Linked DNA regions of Mus musculus: region 2 is linked to region 1. Evidence: chromatin contacts called from public ChIA-PET data. All regions are on one chromosome and are shown on one strand. Each heading gives the region's core, a stretch centred on a gene start, on an enhancer-like site or on the middle of the called end of the contact. The rest is flanking DNA. Distances are from core to core; before and after follow the strand shown. Region 1 holds the start of Smpd2 (sphingomyelin phosphodiesterase 2, neutral). Region 2 overlaps Cep57l1 (centrosomal protein 57-like 1).

Region 1 (2,792 bases), core at 260-2,759:
GTAGCCCAGGCTGGCCATCAACTTCCTGTCTTGGCCTTTTGGGTGCCTGTGTTACCATACCTGGGCACACTGTTTTTCTCAACATAAGTCTAAGACTGTGTCCCAGAACACCTAACATATTTACTAATTGAACTTCCCAGGAAGAAAAAAAAAAGGTTGCAAACACTTTGCCTGCAGTGTGGAACAACCACAGGAAATATTAATGTCTTAAGAGAGTCAAACAAGAAAGAGAGAGAGAGAGAGAGAGAGAGAGAGAGAGAGAGAGAAGGGAGGAAGGAAGGAAGGCCACTTTAGCTGTAAGACACTGGTTCATGTCTCAAAAATACCAAAAAAAAAAAAAAAACCCAATAAAGAAACAAACACAAGCACTAAGCCTTCATCTTCCAACACACACACAAGACAGCACTTTCACTCTGGATGCTAGAGCAAGCAAGGGTGTGTGTGTGTGTGTGTGTGTGTGTGTGTGTGTGTGTGTTCTGAGGGTGAATTCTACTGCCCTTGCTCTCCAGCTGGAAAAAACAAGCACAAACAAACTAGTTGCTGGCTCAGGGCTGCGTGTATTTCACCACCGTACCCCCCAGGTTTTTTCCTGTTTCCAGGTAGCAGGCGTGCTGCGGCATGATTGACCTGGCTACATTTGTTTGTTTCCTGGTGCATAAAATATCATTCTACATGTTTACAAATTCATACTTGGATTCTTCACAGCACTTCTGGGACATCTCTTAAAAATCTGAAAAGTATCTGATTCTGCTAAAATGCAGAAACAACTACAGAAATTATAAAGGAAAGGCCCTTCCAAAATTAAAGTACTAAAAAAAATCACAAGTGTTTTTTTCTTTTCTTTTCTTTTTTTTTTTTAAACTAGAGGCGGGGAGGCTGAGGTGGTATCTGGGGCACCGGGTTACCTCAGCGATGGTCCTGAAAGCTGGAGCTTTTGAATATTTTCCCGTAATTTTGAATTTTGTAAATCCATAATCCAATAAAAAATTTCACGTGAACTAGCATTTCCATGCATAGGTGTTCCGAAATTACCATTTTCCCAATACGGATCCCCGCGAACGCTCGCTCGCGCTCCGAGTCTCTTCCAGGTCGCCCTTCCTTGCGACCAGCATTTGTTCTCTATGCCCCCATCCAGCCCTAGGACAGAACGTGGACCCCCGCCCGCCAGCGCAGGCGACACCGCGGCAGGGGGCTGAGGTGCGCACGGCGTCTGGGGCGAGGGGTTACCTCAGCGATGGTCTTTGACACCTGAAAGCTGGAGCTTTTGAAGAGCCCCACCACCTTCAGCTTCAGGGGCGGCTCGGGCGGCAACCGCACGTGACATGCTGGGGGCTTCGACTTGGGCCGGCACGGCTGCTGGGTGGCCATGGCAGGGACAGCAGAGAGCCCGGAACACAAATAGTGCGAGTCGCCAGGGCAACCGCGTGGCTCCTCCCCGAACGCCCGCAAGGGGCGGGACCTGAGTGAGTTCGTGGGCGGGGCCTCGCATCAACTTCAAGCCTGTTGCTGGTGGAAGCCGAGCCGGGAACAAGGGAGGAACCTGTAGGCCGCGGTGCGGAGAACCCACCGAAGGACCTAAGAATCTGGAACAGTCCACCCGAGATTCCTTCCAGGACTGCCGGCGGCCTCGCGCAGCCAGCCCGGGATTTGCAGCCGACCTTCTTTCCGGGTGGAAGGACGGCCTTTGTCCCAGTAACGCAGGAGTCGCCCCCCACCCCCAACCAGCTCGCGTTCCTGGGTCGGGGCAGCGCAGGACAGGGCAATAAGCCTGTGCGCGCAATCCGCCTCGCCGCCCTTGCTCCGAAGCACTCCAGCCATGAAGCTCAACTTTTCTCTACGGCTGAGAGTTTTCAATCTCAACTGCTGGTAAGTAAGTGCTCCCAGGCGTGGGCTGCAGCCTCGGAGCCACCTTCCAGTCCCCTCTCGCACATGCCTAGGAAGGAAGCAGGTCTTCTTCAGCCGAGCTAGACCCTGTCCTTCCCGAACCACCAAAGTCCACATCGCCTAAAGACCAGAGCTTGGGTGGTTGCAGCAATCACCAAAGTCCCTATCATCCAAAGCTGAGGTGATGACAGCAGTAATCGTCCCAAACCTGGCCCATGTCTTTCCTTTTAAATGATTTACTTTTATTTTATGTACATTTGGTGTTTTGCCTGTATGTATGTCTGTGTGAAGGTGCCAGATTCTCTGGAACTGGAGTTACAGACAGTTGTAAGCTGTCATGTGCTTGCTGGAAATTGAACTGCTGACCCATCTCTTCTGCCCCCTGCGTCCTCCACCCCTTTTAGGGACATCCCCTACCTGAGCAAACATAGGGCGGACCGCATGAAGCGCTTGGGAGACTTTCTGAACTTGGAAAACTTTGATCTGGCTCTCCTGGAGGAGGTGAGGTTGTAGGGCAGGCTAGGTTGGAGGAGGGCAGCAGGCGGCAGGCGGCGCAGGAAAACTGTTCTGTCTGGGATGAAATCCAAGCAAGTATCCTCACCTTCTTCCTCAGGTGTGGAGTGAGCAGGACTTCCAGTACCTAAGGCAAAGGCTATCGCTCACCTATCCAGATGCACACTACTTCAGAAGGTGAAAAGCCTGTGTTCTCAGCCTGTTCTCAGACGAGGAAGCTCTCCAACATTCTTGCTTGCACCCTCGATCTTCTTCCTCTGGGTGTGAGAAGAGCAGGCCGTCACCCTCATCTTGCAAGGGCTGCTGTCTTAGGCTTTGTTCTGGGGTTGATCTTAGCAGTAGAGCTGGGAGACCGCGGAGGGGAAGAGGGCTGGCTGGGTACTCCCCTCCTTGCT
Region 2 (2,700 bases), core at 165-2,664, 280 kb before region 1:
TGCTCTTAACCATTTAGCTCTCTTTCTAGCCCTTCATTACTATTTTTAAATGTTTCTTTTATAAATTCTAGTTTTTTCTTCAATTGTAGCTTTCAAAAATATTTAAGAGGTATAGCTTAGGGGAAATTTTCTAAAATAGAGTATTTTTGGTGAGAGAACTAGTTGTAGGATATGGTAACAGTTAAAGCCTGGAGTCCTAAAAGGCTCCAGAAAGGCTTTATTTGAAACAGTTGTAGGCAGTAACAGTTTTAACCGTATTATAAAAGCATAAAAAATGCCATATCCCTAACATTACAATTGGTTAACTGTATCTTAATAAGAAAACTTACATCAATATTTATGTTTATTGAAAAATTGTACTTTAATCAAATAATATACTTAAACATCTATTATGTTACATTAAGTAAAAAGAGCAGCAGGGCGCAGTGGCGCACGTCTGTAATCCCAGCACTTAGGAGGCAGAGGCAGGCGGATTTCTGAATTTGAGGCCAGCCTAGTCTACAGAATGAGTTCCAGGACAGCCAAGGCTGCACAGAGAAACCCCTGTTTCAAAAAAAAAAGTAAAAAGAGCAACTTATAATAACATGTATTTCAATCTCAACTTTGGCTTAAATGATAAGACTGAGCTAATATGAAAATGTTAATTTGTTTGTTTATTTGTTTTTATTTGAGACGTAGTGGTTGGCTGTCCTGGAACTTACTATGTAGACCAGGATAATATCAAATTGGCAAACTTTACATATATGTGTGTGTGTGTGTGTGTGTGTGTGTGTGTGTGTGTGTGTGTGTGTGTATTCACAGTTTATCCTCTGTCAAATCTCTTTCTGGACACAGTCATTCTAGTGTCTGAACTAGCACAGTGCAGTATTACAGGCGAACGTGTAATTTCATTGAGAATTGTAGCAGTGTTCATATACAAAAAAAATTGTTTATATTTGAACTTACCATGACAGATTCCTCTCTCTAAGCTTTGCTGTTTTGCAGCCTTTCTTTGTGTTGTATTAGCTGTTGTTTGTAACCGGATAACAAGTTTCCGTGTGTGGTGGCAGGCCTGGGTGGTGTTTTACTATGCTTCGTATTGAGATGGATGGGCCCAGGCTGGTCTTGAACTCACTGTCTCTGCTCAATGGGCCTCATCTTGCTTCAGCATTTCAAGTACTAAGACAGAAGGAAGCCTGTGCCATTATGCCCAGGAGGAACCTTCACTGCAGGATAAAAGTTGATCATAATAAAAGAGGCCCTGGTTTAGTTTAGCCATGGCTAGTCTGAGCTATACTGGAACATTTGGTATCTCTGGGATAAAAGCAGCTAAAATCCCCAATCAACAGCCTTGGGGATCCATCTTGCCTCATAGGAAGCACCAGGTTGTCTGGGCCCAAGTTACTCAAATACTTACTGTATCTATTCCCACCACCAACCTTGGGCTTCCCGCTTCCAGCTCCTCGAAGTTTATCATGTGATAGACATAACTGGAACTAAGGTAGAATAGAAACTGAAAGTGACGCTGATTTCTAACATTTACACTGACATCGGTTTCCCCTGGCTGTCCTGGAACTCAAAGATTCACCTGCCTTTGCCTTTACCTCTGCCCCTGCGTCTGCCTCTGCCTCTGCATCTGCCTCTGCCCCTGTGTCTGCCTCTGCCCCTGCATCTGCCCGTGTTCTGAGATTAAAGGTATGCCTCACAATCCTCTGCAAAAGTCATTTTTATGAGATGAATTGTTCTGATGTGGCTACAAATAGTCTCTGTGTGGAATGAGAGCTTCCTGGGAGAAGAACTAACCTGTAATGCTTAGCCACCTCTAAACAGGGTTTCATGGGGTGGCTTGTTTCCCTTCTTTTCTATCTTAGCTGGGCTGGAACTCACTCTGCAGACCAAGCTAACCTTGAACCTATAGAGTCTCTGTCTCTGTAGGCCTGTCTCTGCCTCCCAAGTTCTGAGGTGTGTGCACTATACCTTACCCAACTCATAGGGTGGGTGATAGGTGTTGTTGTTGTTGTTGTTGTTTGAGACTGTGTCTCAGCTCTTACAAGCTAAGTTGTTTGTGAGTTTGTTTGTTCTTTTAGAGATGGATCTCTGTGTATCTCATGCTGGCCTGGAACTTATCTATGTAGTAATGCTGGTCTCAAACCTTTGATTCTCCATCTTGAGTCTCTCCAGCACTGAGGAACTGATGTGTGTCACCACACCCAGCTTTGGGGTCTTTTCTTAGGCTTTGTGATTTGGCTGCTAGGTAGACATCAGTGGGCCCTCAGCCCTCAGGATTTGGCCTGGCCAGCGAAATAAAGGAGGTGCATTGAAAAATAATGCAGAACTGGAATCATGTTTTTGTAAACACATTTTAAGGAAAATGTATCTTGATGAAGTTAAGCTTCCATCTCAGCTAAACAAGAAAATCGGGTTTTGTTCTCACCCCTGTTCGAGGCAACAACGTATTCCACTGCTCATACTAAGACTTTAACAGCTGTGTCAACACGGCTGCTTGAAAAGAAGTGCAGGCTTACTGCTGACTCTACAGATCTCCCTGTCAGGATCTCTCAGCAGACTTCAGCCCTCTAGAACACTTGCTTACCTCAGATAGATGAGTCAAATGCTGGGGTAGTTAAAGCTCTGAGGGCTGGCTGTAAGAATTGGAAGGAGAGCCTTAAAACTCTCAGTACCAAGGGGAATAATATTCTGATAAGCCAGCTGCTATCCAGA

The links. ChIA-PET counts read pairs in DNA pulled down with a chosen protein or histone mark.
Region 2: an RNA polymerase II ChIA-PET map of memory CD8 T cells shows a contact between it and region 1, with 27 read pairs. The contact joins the enhancer-like site here to the promoter of Smpd2 in region 1. A contact is called at or near these places in 14 of 39 promoter capture datasets (the 3T3-L1 cell line, the C10 cell line, the HPC-7 cell line and 8 more), 1 of 115 datasets of contacts at active chromatin or transcription factors (memory CD8 T cells) and 1 of 9 other capture datasets (pancreatic islet).

The regions. Positions count from the first base shown.
Region 1 is chr10:41,489,057-41,491,848 of GRCm38.p6, reverse strand. It overlaps Smpd2 (sphingomyelin phosphodiesterase 2, neutral), which reads left to right and starts at 1,509. Exons shown (of 10, transcript NM_009213.2): 1 at 1,509-1,866; 2 at 2,289-2,385; 3 at 2,498-2,574. The coding sequence starts at 1,817. It overlaps Ppil6 (peptidylprolyl isomerase (cyclophilin)-like 6), which reads right to left and starts at 1,410. Exons shown (of 8, transcript NM_028430.1): 1 at 1,228-1,410. The coding sequence starts at 1,368.
Region 2 is chr10:41,766,290-41,768,989 of GRCm38.p6, reverse strand. All of the region lies in intron 2 of Cep57l1 (centrosomal protein 57-like 1), which reads left to right. The region is part of intron 1 of BC048559 (cDNA sequence BC048559); the gene reads right to left. Among named protein-coding and RNA genes, the nearest start is that of BC048559, 21 kb to the right of the region's middle. Within about 2 kb of position 1,414, at least 24 of the 459 cell types and tissues checked have an H3K27ac peak or open chromatin away from gene starts, as enhancers often do. A contact at or near this core is called in memory CD8 T cells and pancreatic islet, where this site is marked.